Linked DNA regions of Rattus norvegicus: region 2 is linked to region 1. A link is a contact called in public Hi-C data. All regions are on one chromosome and are shown on one strand. The core of a region is the stretch at or near the end of the contact, and the rest is flanking DNA. Distances in the headings are between cores, read along the strand shown.

What was found. A called contact is a pair of places that touch in the nucleus more often than the background predicts.
Region 2: a contact with region 1 is called in a Hi-C map of the Rat2 cell line, with 2.5 times the contacts expected there. The contact joins two enhancer-like sites. A contact is called at or near these places in 2 of 12 Hi-C or Micro-C datasets (the Rat2 cell line and psoas muscle).

What each region holds. Positions count from the first base shown.
Region 1 is chr6:45,335,253-45,343,062 of GRCr8, reverse strand. E2f6 (E2F transcription factor 6) reads right to left here. Exons shown (of 7, transcript NM_001100717.2): 6 at 7,681-7,810; 7 at 5,628-7,006. The coding sequence ends at 6,987. Among named protein-coding and RNA genes, the nearest start is that of E2f6, 18 kb to the right of the region's middle. Within about 2 kb of position 4,067, at least 7 of the 93 cell types and tissues checked have an H3K27ac peak or open chromatin away from gene starts, as enhancers often do.
Region 2 is chr6:45,379,234-45,387,043 of GRCr8, reverse strand. No RefSeq gene overlaps it. Among named protein-coding and RNA genes, the nearest start is that of Rock2, 25 kb to the left of the region's middle. Within about 2 kb of position 3,528, at least 48 of the 93 cell types and tissues checked have an H3K27ac peak or open chromatin away from gene starts, as enhancers often do.

The DNA of each region.
Region 1 (7,810 bases), core at 2,818-5,317:
CTGTTTTCAAAAAAAAAAAAAAAAAAAGCCAAGGCTGGCGAGAAGGTTCAGCAGATAAAGGTGCTTGCTGTGCACGCCTGGTGACTTGAGTTCAACCGCAGAAACCCATTCTCCTCAAAGTTGTCAGCTCCACACCCACCCGTGCCCACGGGCATCCTTCACCCCTCCCCCACAATAATAAAGAAATCAGAGGAAGCGGAAGAAGCAGTACCACTGCTGCGTCACTAGCCCTGGAAATGACTAGGTGTGAAGACGTGTAAGCTCTACGGGCACGGAGGTTCCTGTCTGTAATCTCGATATTTGTGATAGAGCCATTATGCATGAGATGAATACCACAGAGCGCCAGCTTCCTCTCTCCTTCCCCTATTGACCTTGAGCAGAGTTCAGAAACCCGTGTGCTTGTTAGCAAAGGAAGAACAGAGACACACTGAAAGGAGACGTGTTAACTCCTGGGGAGAATAAAACCCAATAAAAAGATGAACGGAACAACCTTTGGGCTTCAAACTCAGTCTTTGCCTTTATGAATGAATTAGCCATAAGTTACAACTGACGCTTAGAAGAACCAATCCCAGGGACCTCTGGGGAAAATCCGAAACCTGTTCCCTCCCTCCCTCCCCCAATTAATTCTGTTGTGTTTAGATTTCCGTTTATTTGGCCCTCCAGCTGCCTCCAGGAGCTAGCCACCTATCACAAGTGCGCAGAGAGGGTACTCATCTGATGTAGGGTGGACGGTTGTTTTCCTTCCACCTACAGAATGATGGGTGCTGAGCTTCCTGACTGGTAGGCTACAAAAAAAAAAAAAAAATGCCCGGGCACACTTCCCAGCCCCTAACCGCATAGCCATTGCGTTTGTGAGCACTGTGGTTCTGTGCTGAGACATGTCCAGCTTAAACGCTGGTGGGCTCTCATTCTTGGCACAGAGCTTTGGAACAGTGTGAACAGCTGAGGTTACCACCTTCATAGACACCACTGTCTGGCAGCCCAGCGTGTAGGGCAGGGGGATGTGGCTTGAGGGCATATGGGTGTGTGCGCTGAGAAAAATTCAGAGAACGAAGTGATCCTGGAGGTGAATGAACCTTATGCTGTTACTGCCAAGTCTCATCCCAATCATCAGAGAGAAAAATGAGATGAGGCAAGTGGCCGGGTTCCCTGAGAGCGGGGTATGGATCATGGGACAAAACATGCTATGGGAAAAAAGTCTCTGAGAAACAATTCATGTCCGCGTTGATTTGGACTCACTCGGAAATCAACTTAGGATTCCAGAATGTGAACTTCGAAGGCATTTTATCATCTAAATCAGTTCTATTTTATCATTTCTATTTGTAAGATGTGTCTGTGGCAGTGAGCCCGGGACAGAGCCGCCACCGCCACCCCATGGAGCCATCTTGAGTGGGAAAGGAATGCTGAATATTTCCTTCTGTCTCTCATGTCCAAGTTCACCCTTTACTTCCTGATCTGTGGCCCTGGAGTGGGGCTCTGCAAACCACACCCGCTATCCGTCCCTTGCTGGTGCAGGTTGGGCAACTACCTGGTAGCAGTAGAATGGAAGGCATGAGGTAGAGCCCTCTTCCAAGTTCGAGCTTCTATCAGTCTTCCTATGGCAACAAGAGTTAACAACAGCTCCTTCCAGATTCTCCCAGCAGCTGCAGTAAATAGTAGCTATGGTATCCCTTGGAAATGCTAGCACTGACTGTGGTCCTCAGTGACATGCACACTAGACAAATCCCGGTCCATCAGACTTGAGCACCAACTGCATGAAGGAGTCCAAGTCCAGCAGAGGTCCAAGGTGTTATGTGGCTGCTATTCCTGGAGTTTCAGAGCCAGCAGTGTGGAGACTCTCCTGATACCTGGGTTACGGTATTCTTGCTGTAGCCTTTTCTGGATTTATGAGTGTGTTACCTCAACGTTCCTTTTGGCTAGCACAGCCTTCTAGCTTAATTTCTTGTATCAACTTGCCTCTGTGGTTTTCCCTGGAAGGATACTGTACTTGGTACCAAGGATGGGTTTATCTATAACCCTGCTGGCCATGTATGTCTAAGACATCTAAATTAGATGCTACTTCCTGTTCAAGGACCATTGTGACAACCGAAGTCTCTGCATAGGAGGTTCTGGAAGACAAAACTTGCTCATAGGCAAGAGTCTTAGTTCCTTGGTCTTTGCTGTCATAAAAGACCCCACACAAGCAATTTTGGGGTTTATTTTTGTTTACTGTTTCCTGGGGAATATGGTCCACAACGGTGAAGGTATGGAAGCAGGCGGGGAAGGCGTGATTGCAGGAGCAGGAAGTCGGCTGGACACACTGCATCCACAATCAGCTACAAGCAGCATGAATAGTGAGGCTAAATCCCGTGGTCGAAGAACTTTCCGCAAAGCTCCACCTCCCACAGCCTTCCCAAATGGCACCACCAGTTGGACGTGTTCAAACATGGGAGCGTATGGGAAACAGTCAAACCACAAAAACATAATACTGTCTGCTTTCGTGAGTGTGTGTCTTCATATGTATTCAGGTGCACGTGTGTTTGCAGGTACATATGCATGTGCAGTGTGGAAGGCAGAGGTCAGCTTTGGATGTCATGTCTCAAGTGTTGTCCACTTTATTTTTGAAATTGGACCTTTAATTTGGAACCTGCTGGGCCATCTAAGCTTGCTAGCCAGCAAGCCCTAGGGTTCCTCCTCTCTCCACCTCACCAATAGGATTACAAATGTTCACCACTGTATCTAACCCTTTTTATACGGGTACTGGGAACCAAATTGAAGTCTTCATGCTTGTAAGAAGCTGAGCTATCTTATCAGCTTAGTGTCTGATACTCATATTATCTTCCTCCTCTCTCTCTCTCTCTCTCTCTCTCTGTGTGTGTGTGTGTGTGTGTGTGTGTGTGTGTGTGTGTGTGTGTGTGTGTGTACCACAGGACACTCATTGATGTCACACCTCAGGAGCTGCCCACCTTGTTTTGTGAGACAGGGCCTCTCGTTGGCTAGGGTTTCACTAAATGGCTATGTTGGCTGGTCAGTGAGTCCTAGGGATCCCACTGCTGGCATGCATGTGTGTGTATGCATTTGCTGAGAATCCAATAAAAATAGGTCCTATGCTTACAAGGCATTTCTCTCATTAACCGAAATGGCATCTGAAAACACCTGTTGAAAATCCAAGTTAAGCTGGGTGTAGAGGTGTGTGCCTTAGGCAGAGGCAGGCACAGGTACAGTATCCTTCCAGAGAAAACCACAGAGGCACGTTGTTATAAGAAATGAATAACTCAGAAGCTAGAAGGCTGTGCTAGCCAAAAGGGATGTTGAGGTAACACATTCACAAATCCAGAAGTGGCTACAGCAAAGATACCAGGCCAACCTGACTTAGAGTCAGTTCTAGGACAGCCAGGGCTACACAGAGAAACTGTCTCAAGAAAAAACAAAAAGACAATCCATGCCATGTTATTCCCTAGAGGTATCTGTTTAGAATCTGAATAATTAACTCCACACTAGATGGTAACCACACACTGACTAGATGGTAACCACACACTGTGTGCTGGATTCCATTCATACTATGTGTGGACAACTGGATTCAGCCATTTTGCTGAGTGATCACTATTTCAACCCTGTTGACTAGAAGCAACTGACAACAGCTTCAGGTTTGCCAAGGGATTTATTTAAACTCTGGCTTGATGAGATGTTCTGACTAGATTATTCTTTATCTTTGGGCTGCATGCAGAAGGCTGCTGTTCCCCATACACATTATAAGATGGCTCAGTGATACTGCAGCTAAAAATTTGACACATTTTATGCCTCATGGGGATTGGCAGAGGATCTGTTCCACGAGGCTCTCAGGCCTCAAGGCCAATTGTGGCTCTTGTGTCTTGTGGATGCATGGTACAGAGAGAAAAATCTCTTGAGAAACAATTCGTGTCTGTAACAATTTGGACTCCGAAATCAACTTAGGATTCCAGAATGAGAGCCACGGGGGAATTTTATTATTTAAATCAGTCATTTCTATTTGTAAGATGCATCTGTGGCAGTGAGCCCGGGACAGAGCCGATACTGCCACCCCATGGAGCCGTCTTGAGTGGGAAAGGAATGCTGAATATTTCCTTCTGTTTCTCATGTCCAAGTTCACCCTTTTTCCTCCTGATCTGTGGCCCTGGAGTGGGGCTCTGCAAACCACACCCCCTATCCTTCCCTTGCTGGTGCAGGTTGGGCAACTATCCGGTAGCAGTAGAATTGAAGGCATGAGGTAGTGCCCTCTTCCCAGTTTCAACTTCTATCAGTCTTCCTACAGCTGGGAGTAGAAACCAGGAAAGAATTTGGACCTGTGTTGGACTTGGACTCCTTCGTCTAGTTGATGTTCCAGTCTCTGATGGGTTTGGATTTGTCTAGTGTCATGTCACTAAGAGGACCACAGTCGGTGCTAGCATTTCCAAGGGATACCAGAGCTATGCAACGGCCATCCCTTCATTATTTTTTCTTCTGTGCTCTCCAGACCTCGCTGCTGCTGGAATCCTCCTCTTTGCTGATACTCTCATCAGATGAAGTCCTCTCCTCGCCTGGTTCTAACCACCACACATGAACCAAGATCTGCCATGCACTCTACAAAGCTCAGCTCTTCCTGGGGGTGGGAAGACCTCTACACACAGATGCCAGAACTTTCAGTAGCTGCTTGTATTACAAATGCTAATTATGTTCCCCCCAAAATTGTTTGCATGACAAGATCTGCCTATAGCTTCTTAGAACCTGCCCCTAGTTGGTTCTGATTGGTAAATAAAGCCAATAGCTGGAAGGGCAGAGAGAGACAGGATTTTAGGATTCCCGGGCTTGGGGCCAGGAGAAAGAGGGAGAGACCCACCATACTGGGAGAGTGTAGAGAGGAGAGGAGACGCCATGCGTGAGAAGAGGATGGGACAGAGAGGCATGGCCATCATGTGAAGGAGCTGGGAGAGCACGGCCCAGAGGACTGCCCAACTGGGTCTAGAGCAGCCTATCTCTGGGAGGTGGATTCTAACAGCATGGAGGCCAGGAAGCTGCTTAGATATTGTGCTCCATAGGCATATTAAGATATCAAGGCTGTACGTGTGTCTTTCATTTGGGAGCATAAACCATCAAGGCAGGAAGCAACCCCATGGTTGGATTTATTAATACTTAACTCCACAACTTTCCCTTCCACCCAACATGTCTGAAGTATAAATGTTACTCATTTGCTATTTCTCTTGCATTATTCCTTATCTTATCAAATCATTTCACCAATCCAATGAGGAAATGGAGCATCTTCTAAGCCAGCAGTTCTCCCTCCCTTTGGGAGTCCAATAACCCTTTTACAGGGGTCACCTAAAACCATCAGAGAACAGATATTTACATAATAATGTATAACAGTAGTAACATTAGTTATGAAGTAAAAACAAAATTAATCTTATGGTTGGGGTCACCACAACCTGAGGAACTGTATAAAGGCTTGCAGCATTAGGAAGGTTGAGAACCACCGCTCTAGGCCTTTCCTTGGCTAATTTCAAACAACCTTTAATACATAAGGAAGAAGGAACCTCTGGAGGCCAAACGCGGTAGTTTCCAGGAATCTTACATACAGCAGCAGCCATCACCAGGCTCAGACTGTGGGAATAAGAAACACCAGGCAGGCAGCACTATTTTTTTAATACTTTAATTTTGGATCCCTACTTTGTATACATGATTGTTATTTCAGGCTGCTTCAAATCTCTTGTAAAGCAGGAGAGGTTTAACACACTAAGGATGCTCCCAGACTTCTGCACAAACCAGGTTCCATCAGCCCCACGTTGCACTCGCCCATTCATGAGTTTGCTGGACATTCACTGGGCGCTTGTTTTGGACTAGGCGTGGTACAGGGCGCTGAGAGCGACTATGAACAAATGTCTCTCGCGGAGCTCACAGTCTAGTGGTAAATTACTGAGTTGATTGAGGCACAGAGAGGTAAATGACTTACCCACTGAGGTAGAGAGCGCTAGGTGACTGGGAAGGCGGGATGAGAGCTGGAGCGGGGTACAATGCACAGGAGGTAAGGTCCTCTGACTGAGGAGCAAGGCTACACACGGAAACACATTATAAAATCTGCTCATGAAAAGCACAATAATGCTTTTAATATCACCAGGACCAAATTCACATTGTAGTGAACTGATCTGTTGCCAGACAGAATTCTGTACTTGCCCCCAGTGCTTTTGAGGCATGCCATCAATCTACTGGGGCATGACTCTGTAGGCAGCTTAAAATCAGGAGTATGTGGCTTCAATTGTAGCACTGCAGACCGTATTAAAACACTTTAAGTATATAACCTAAATGTACAGGCATCTGTGAAACTTCTACATGTAAAACTTTAGAAAACTCCTCTCACCCCCATCCAGAGGGTTCTAATAAGTTACAGGAACTGAGGGACTAGCCATCTGTTGGTCATTTTTCCTACATACATTATTTTGGGTGTTCTAGGGTGGAAGTGTCACTTAGACATATTTCATAAACAAACTACACATGATACACATATGGACAAAGGTGCCACATTTGGTCCTGTGCGTACACCTCACCAGTGCACGACACCTAACTGCAAATGTGAACCAGTGTAAGGCAATTCTCCTGTGAAGCGGACACTATCTATATCCGTCAGGGCACAGTCCACGACCAGCTGGCCAGCTGTCTGTCCTTGTGCTAGTCTTTGTTATAAGATGATTTTAGGAGGCAAGAGGTCTATTTCACTGACAAAAGGCAGTGAAGAATTATCAAAGGAGCTGATTCTGAATGGGGAAGCCATCGGGAACCTGTGCTTGAGGCTATGTGGGAGGACACTACTGGCCTTCAGTGCTGCTACAAGTCTAGAATAAGGTCGGTCACAAGGGCACTCCAAGGAGACTTATTGCTGAGGATCAGACGGGCACATGATTCACCCACTCGGGATGGGGCACATGATTCACCCACGGGGCATGATCCAAAGACCTTCATCACTGAACTGCTATCAGCCGCTCACTCTGAGAAATCTTCACTCACTGAAGAGGCTTGTCTTCTGAAATGATACACAAAGAAACACTGAGGGAAGGCTGTAATCACAGCTGAGCGCACAAATCAACAATTTAAAGAGATGAAATCCTCTGCTTAAGGACCTACTCTCACACCAACAACAGAAATGATCTTATGAGGTCCACGGAACAAATGGGTAATCCAACCTGTGGTTGGAAAGTGCCTGCCTGACGGCCCGGAAACCCTCTCTGCCCAGAGTCCAACAGCTGGTGGCCCCACAAAACCGTATTACAAGGATGTGGAATGTGGAGACAGGCTCTCACGATGTAGCTGAGGCTGGATTGCAATTTGGATCTTCATGTATTAGCTTCCCCTGTGCTGGGATTTCAGAAATGCATGGAATACAGGAGGCATAAAAATATCTTAAACACAGGCTGGAGAGATGGCTCAGCAGTGAAGAGCGTCACTGCCCTCCCTGAGCCCCATGGTTCCTTTTCTAGTACCTATCCCTCACAAGTGCCTGTAATTCCAGCTCCAGGGGATTCAATGCCTTGGACCTCCAAGGGCACCTGCACTTGTGTGCACATTCCCACACACAAACATACACACAACTAAAAATAAAGACAAATCATAAAACACTTAAGAGATATATGTTCAAGTTATATACAATGGACTGTTAGAACCTCGATATTTCTCTAATCACAAAATGGGCATGTTTACCTTTCTCTGGGCTTTGTAGATGTTTGCTGTCAGATGGAGAGGCCCCTACTCCATCAGCTGTTTTACCATTTGAGTGGTTCTGTTCTACTTCACACAAATAAACATCAATGGGTCCTTTGGTGCTCCTGAT
Region 2 (7,810 bases), core at 2,279-4,778, 45 kb before region 1:
CTACCTGCCAGTCTGCCAAGGGGATAACCGAACCAAAGGCTTGGCTTCCTCCGTCACTGGCTGAAAGTCGAAAACAAGAGACAGAAGCTGGCACTAAACTTGTCGTGATGAAGCCATTCCTGTGGATTTTTTCTTTTCTGCTGTCATCCCTGGGGCATTTCTTACTTTCCTCTGTTGTGCCTCAGCTGAGTGCTGAGTATCTGTCACCTACAGAAAGCAGGCTCCCAAAGGCTACTGCTGGGTTCTGCTGGAGCAATGCCAGGACCAGTAGCTGCAGGCTTCTGGAAACTTCAACTCACACACTTGAGCCAAGAGTCCCTGGATCTTTTAAGTACCACCCTCTTTGTTGGTAGTTCTTCCTCCACTGGTCAGGCTGAGTCCTCTATTCAGCCTCTAGGTCCAACTGGGCTCTCGTTGCCTCACGCTCTTTCCTCGGTATCCTCTGTGCTCTTGTTATTGGCACTGACTCCTGGTGCCATATGGAACCAAGTAAGAAGCTTTTCTTAGTCTGTTTTCCCAAGTCACACCCTCACTGTAGCTGCCTCGAGCCCAGTGCTTTCATAGAGTAGGTCCTCAGCAATACACCATTGATGAACTGGAGTGTGTGAGATTGCCCTCCCACACCTGCAGACACACTTTCATGCAGACTTCTCTTTGCTCCGTATCTCACTGCTAGTCTCCTCTGGAATCTTCAGTTCATGCTTGCTTGGACTTCTACTTGTCCACTTCTGTTCCTGTGCACTTCTGATGTTTAAGCTTAAGCACTGTGTGTTTTTCCAGGGTTCTTGCTCCTTGCTCTCTATCTCAGTCTGATGACTGTGATGTGGGTCAGATGTCTGGACCTGCAGGACATTTGAACGCAGTTGGGGTGATGTCCCAAGTGCAGGTAGATTGATTGGTGGGGCTTTGGTGACAACTACCTACACACTTTCCTGTTCTTGGAGAATTTCAAAGGCAAAAGAATCAATTCCTATCTTCCGGAGCGCAGCTTCAGGGTCTGGAAAATACAACTGCTACAAAGGATAGTTCAAGAATGAATTCCAGGGATCTGAGAGATGACTCAGCAGGTAAGGGCACTTCCTGCCAAGCCTGGTGACAAACATGAATGGATTTGATCCCCAGGACCCACATTGTAGAAGGCGAGAGACACTTCCAAAAGTTGTCCTCTGACCTCCACACATGCACTCTGGCACAAACATTCCCCTACACACAGGTGGGTACAGAGGTGGGCAGGAGGATCGGGAGTTTAAGGGCTAGCTTTAGTAAGTTTGGAACTAGCTTGAGCTATGAGACTTACACACACAAACACACACACACACACACACACACACACACACACACACACACACACACCACAAGCAAGAGCCGAGAGAGAGAGAGAGAGAGAGAGAGAGAGAGAGAGAGAGAGAGAATAATAATGGTTAAAAGAACAAATACCAGCAACAGTGAACAGTGCATAACTTTGCTAAATACTTCCTACATATATGGGGTGTTGAATGGTCACCATCTTTCCCTTGTAGTTGTGAACAGTTGAATTCTCATAGATTCTGAAATTAAGATAAATGAGCTGTCTTTAATATGAAAGAATAGGAAGTTCTAAGATCAGGATTTGTATGTATGTATGTATGTATGTATGTATGTATGTATGTATGTATGTATGTAAAAGTCTCATGTCGCTCAGGCTAGTTCCAAACTTACTGAAGCTAGCCTTAAACTCCTGATCCTCCTGCCTCTGTTTCCCAGATGCTGGGATTAGAGACACTCATCACCATACCTGGCTTGGGATCAGAATTTGAAATTGGGCTTTACTACAGAATGTCTACAATGTAAACTTTACCATGATATGAGCTGGGAGATGCCATCCTAAGCGTCTGTGTTCTTTTTCTCCTAGTTCTTTACTAGGGCCCTCAGACAGTGGAGCCAGTGCGATGAGCCCCTCAGTGACATTACTCAGCTGTGAGGGCTGCTGAGAACACCTGTGTTTGATTAAAACGGTGACTCAGATGTCCCATTCCTGAAATAGGTAGCACAGCCCTACACAAGCTGGAGTCCCATTCTTGGACCTCCTGACAGTAAGCCCAAATTTCCCACCCTGTTTGTTGACAGGGAACAAAGAAGTTGCAAGTGGGAGGGCTGTCTCCCACCTCAGTCTCATGCTCAAAGGACATCAGCTCCCATAAACCAATACGAAGATTAGATGTAAAAACTGGGATTTTCCTGAGACTTAGGGAAAGGGCAGTTCATGCATGTGCATGCATGAGTGTTTACGTCATCCCCATGGGGAAAGCTTTACCCAAGGAGATGCCCCATGGCTTTCTCAAGACAAAGGAGGTCACATAGATATTTCAGTCAGGGGTTGAGTATATTGTCCAGTGGCTCGATTCCCAGCAACACAAAATGTAACACAAAGTTGTATGATGTTCCTGTTCTTTTCTTTTCTTTTCTTTCTTCCTTCCTTCCTCCCTTTCTTCCCTTCCTTCTTTCTTTCTATTTATTTATTTATATTTATATGCACATGTGGAAGTCAGAGAACAACTTTCTGGAGTTGGTTTTCTCCTACCATATGGGGCCCAGGGATTGAACTCAGGTTGTCAGGCTTGGTGGACAACACCTTTGCACACGAGCGATCTCTCTTACCCATGATTCCTTTGTATTCTTGTGTGTGTGTGTGTGTGTGTGTGTGTGTGTGTGTGTGTGTGTGTCTGTGTGTTTATGTACACACATCATGTACTTTTATATACAAGTAGATATGGAGGACAGAAGGCAATCTCTGTTGTCATTCCTTGGGACTGTCCACCTTATCTTTTTTTTGAGGCAGAGCTCTCTCGTTGGTCTAGAGCTTCCCAATGAGTCTTGTTTACCATCTCCCCATTGCTGGATTACAGGGATGCACCACCAAGTATGGCTTTTTTTTTTTTAAATGTGGGTTCTGTTCCTCATGATTGTAAAGCAAGCACTTTACCAATCAGCTCTCACCCCAGGATGAATAGCATAGGCTCCGGGTAGCTAGGGATAGCTAACCCAGCCCTACACTTAGGACTGGGAGTGTAGCTGCAAGCAGAGGACTCACATAGTTTACTTGAGGCTCTGGGTTCCACCCCCAGCTCCACCATTTGAAAACAAAAGGATGTCAGCTAGTCAGGAGGAGCGGACTACCGGGAGGAACCGACTACTGGAAGAGTGCTTTCTCTTTCCTTTTGTACCACTGTGCCCCCAGTGGACTCCTCAACAGCTGCAGGCCTGAAGAAGGCGGATTTCCCCCACTGAGTAAACAAGCAGGACCTGGGTGGAGACTGTTTGAAAATGGTTTGGTTTTAAGTTAATCCGGGCCACTTCCCCCAGGGATCTTTGACCAACACAACATCTTTGGAGTTCACTCAGATGCCATATTGCGGTAACATTCCACCAATTTGAACCAAAGATGATGTGACGTAGTGGAAAACTGGCCTGGATGAGAAGCTAGCCCTGCCCTGGCCCCAGGGGTTCCTCTAAGAGCAAGGCCAGGCCCTCCTCTCCCTGGCAGCCACTGGCCCTGGGGCCTGGGCCCCTTCCTGCTGCTCCCTCTCTCTGAAGTGCTTCCTCTAGCAGGCTCACTGAGGGCTCTGTGGTATTTCTGGAATGTCCTCCCTCCCAGCTCTACTGTGTTCCCCCTTTAGCAGGAAGGCTGGGAAATAAAGAGGCCCATTTAAGCCTCCCAGGGCCAAGAGAGCACATCTCATAGCTGAGTATTTATGACTGTTACTGTTGCAGAGACGACCTGTGAATTGCCTGGCACCCCTCCATGGTGTGGAAGTGGAGTTGGCACCCTCTGCACTTGGCTGGAGGGTGTGTGGCTGTCCTGGGCAAGGCTACACAGAGCTGGTATCTCTTCCTGAAACTATCGGGGCTCTGAGCGGGTTCCAGAGGTAACCAGCCCCCAAGGTCCCAAGAGGAATTCAAGCCCTATGGACCAATAGCCAGTTTCTCCTAAAAGAGGAATGGGTGTTACCATGGGAACGACAAGGCATAGCAGCAACTCAGCTGTGTGAAAGCAACAGACCTTTCTAGAGGAGAGTGGATGTCTGCCTCCCTGCCCCATTGCCTTCACGTTCCTGCGTTTGCCATTTGTCCGTAGGTAGAGGCCAGAGACACCCTCAACTGTTGTTTGTCAAGAACTGTCCACCTTGTTTTTTGAGATCTCATTGGCTTGGAGCTGACTAGACTGACCAAGCAGTAGACTTCGGGAGTCTCTCTGTCTCTACCTCTTCAGCACTGGGATTACAAGCATGAAATACTGTGCCTAGATTGTTATTTATTAAATTGTATGTAGATTCTGGGTCTTCGTGCATTTTACCATGTGAGACATTTTCCCCAGTCCTTATTCCCTTCATTCAAAACCAGCCCCACCCACAGCTGCAGGACTTCCTCTCTCTCTCTCTCGCCACTTTAGCAAACCCGGACCAGAGATGGAGCCAAGCTCCATAATCAGCTGCTTGTTACTGACTGATTTGTGATTTGTTTCTTCACTTCTTCCAGGCCCTTGAGAGAGGAAGCTGGTCAAGCCAGGCAGGGCCAGCTGAGTTGACCAGATGTGAACATGCCTTGGGAGCCTGTCTGCAAGAGCTCACAGTGGCTCCCAGACCCCAGAGATGTTCTGACAGTTTCCCTGTTTCTTGTTCCAGTCACTCTTGAGGCCCTTGAGCTCCTGATAGGTACACTGCTATCGTTTGGAAACAGAATGTTCTCTTGGGCCTGAAATTTATGTAACGTAATACCCTATTAGAATTCTAAGAAGGAAAATTTTTTTAATGGGAATTTCTAGCAACAGCTATGTGGAGGGACAAAGAAAGGTCGCTGTTGCCAGGTCCTGAGTGGCCTCACTGTGACAGTGAACAAGTTTTGACTTGTACAGCCAGCCCCTCCCAGTGGTCTGCCGAGCTGGGGTGTGTGTGTGTGTGTGTGTGTGTGTGCAGAATCCATTTGCAGGGTGGCCCAGAGATTTCTGGAAAGGAAGTGTTCCCTATTGAAGCTCACCCCCGCCCCTAATACTGAGAGACAGGAACAGCTAGCTATTGAGGAAAAGCTTGCACACACCAATGTCAGAGATAGCCAGGCAGGACAGTTGCATCCCAGAGAGAGACAGTAGACTACTTGGTGATGCTTTGTGTGAGCTTTGAGGAGTTTCCAGCCACACTCTAGGTGTCTGTATATTCAGGTGAGGGCAGTGAGGCTGCACTTGCTCTTTCTTCCCAGCGTCACCTGCCCACACAGCTTCGAGCACTAGAAGAGAAGACTATCTTCACATAACTTTGCCTCCTGGGATCTGGCTTCTGAGCACCAATTGGGGAGTTCCATTTCTGTAGCACCCCCTCTCCTGCTTACCCTCCCGCCCGCCTCTCTGCTCAATTCCCTTCAGTATGAGACCATGTGGCTCTGACCAAAGTAACTGTGTCAAAGTTGAAAGCGCTGAGACATGCTGGGTCTGGATCCAGAACTGTAGCACTCAAGAACACAGTGGCCCTGAGTGAAGACCGGCATTCGATTTTCTGCCCGCTCTTGCTGATCTATCTGCCCTTTGTGAGGCAGCTCTACTAGTAATGGGCATAGCCCTCTGAGGATCCAGAGATTCCTATGAGGATTCTGAATCTATACTGTCCTGAGAGTTCCCTGGCACCTTTGAGACCCACCCCCAACACCAACAATCCGTGCCGCCGTGGTCCTGACTGGCTGAAAAGTCTCTATGTAGCTAAGAACACTCTTGAACTTCGATCCTTCTGCCTATCACTCCCAAATGCTGGGCTTCTAGGTGTGCCACCAAGCCAAGTTTATAAGGTACTGGGCTTTGCAAAAGATAAGCAGGTACTTTACCAGCTAAACTTTGAGACCCCGCAGCCAAGGATCCTTGCCACCAGCTGCTGACCCAACCTCAGCCCCAGTCTTTACTGGTTCCAGGTCCCAACTGGATTTTTATAAAGCAGGAAGCCATCTTAGTTCTGACTTGATGTAGAATCAACTATTTCTGTTGAAAAGATGGTCCAGGGGGCTGGGGATTTAGCTCAGTGGTAGAGCGCTTACCTAGGAAGCGCAAGGCCCTGGGTTCGGTCCCCAGCTCCGAAAAAAAGAACCAAAAAAAAAAAAAAAAAAAAAAGAAAAGATGGTCCAGGAAGGGGCGTGGTGATGGACTGCTAAATGGGTATGGGGTTTCTTTATAGGGTAATGGAAATATTCAGGCATTATGGGCTGGGAAGATGACTCAGTGGGTAAAGTGCTTGCTGCACAAGAATGAGGATCCCTAGTTTGGATCCCTAGGACCCACATAAAAGGTGGGTGTGGTAGTGTGCACTGAAGGAGTCAGGCCAGAGGGGCAGATCCCAGGCTGGCCTACCAGTCTAGCTGAAACAGAGGCAAGTGGCAGGTATCATAGAGGCCCTGTCTTGAAAACTAAAACTGAGGTATAGAACAATAGAAGATGCTGAAGTTGACCTCTGACCTCCACACAGGAGAGCTCAGGTGAGCACACCTTCACATAGATGTATACACACGGGGGTGGGGTGGGGTGGGGGGGGATCCTCAATTGCCCACAGATGGTCAGTGCAGGGAACCTGCAACCTCCAGAGAACAGGCAACGGGCTCTATGCAGGAAGTCTGTCTTCCCCTTGTTCAGAATCTCAGGGTCTCTATTCAAGTGCTGTTAGGAAGCTTTGGAAGCCGTGGGTGGGAAGTGATTTGCAAAGGAATGCAGAGGAGATCAAAGCAGGCACTGAGGTCAGAGATAGGGGAGGGGGACAGAGGTGGGGTGTGGGTGAGAGGGTGGTTGTCCTTGATGGGCTCTTCTCCCCAGAAGTTGTCTCTAGCTGTGGAACCCCTACTTAGGGACCCAGCTCCCTTCCTACCTTAAACTTCCTTGCTTAGAGCTACCTTATGATGTCTTCAGGAGCAAGGTCAATGAGGAGAATCAGGACTCTTTTTAGAGTGCCAAATGTAGAGTGCTTGGCCATTGCAGGTATCTTAATAGGATGTGTTTTTAAAACCCTTTGAACAAATAGTCTTGTCTGTGAGACTTTATAGTCCCAACACCTGGCATGGCATAGCATCCCGAGGAGAATTCATGGCTTCAGAGCTTCACCTGGTCCAGGAATTCCTTCTGACTTTTCAGGCTTTTCTTTCTCCCTGACCCTTTTGGCCAAAACCTTGTTGTACTGTTTGAATTCACCATTTTTGCCCACATTTTGAATTGCTTGTGACAGAGAGAACACCAAAGGAAATGAGAGCTTTTGGCAAGGTATGAAAAATGTGGCCTGTTGAAAGGCATATTCATTTTCTGGTTAGGCACCTCACCGCCAACTGTCCTGGGGAACTGTATATACCCCTGCTTTGCTGCTGTGTCACAAACATGACCTGTTTAAACTGTGCTGGGGTCGGAAGCCAGAGAGGCCTTATGCCTGTGGAGGAGTCATCTCAGGGGTCAGGTGTTTGATGTGTCATGTGTTGAAATATCCCCCACCCTCCCCCTTTTTATTACTACTTTGCCTGTTAGACAGAATTCATCAAAGATTAGGACTCTGCAGGAGTTTCTGGGTCTGGCGATAAAACACAAATATTTCTCTTTCCAACACCTCCTGAACTCTCAGCCATATATCTCTGGCTGTCATTCCCCTACCCACAAAAATAAACCCTAGCTGTGTTAGGCTGCCCTTCCTCCCTTGACTTTTTCAAGTCTCCTGTGTCTGAAATATAGCTGTGTTTGTTGTAGCAGCACCAGCACGTGGTTATGTTGTCTGCTGTGATAGATGGCCTCTTCCCCCTCAAAATGGCCACTGTACCTTGTGAG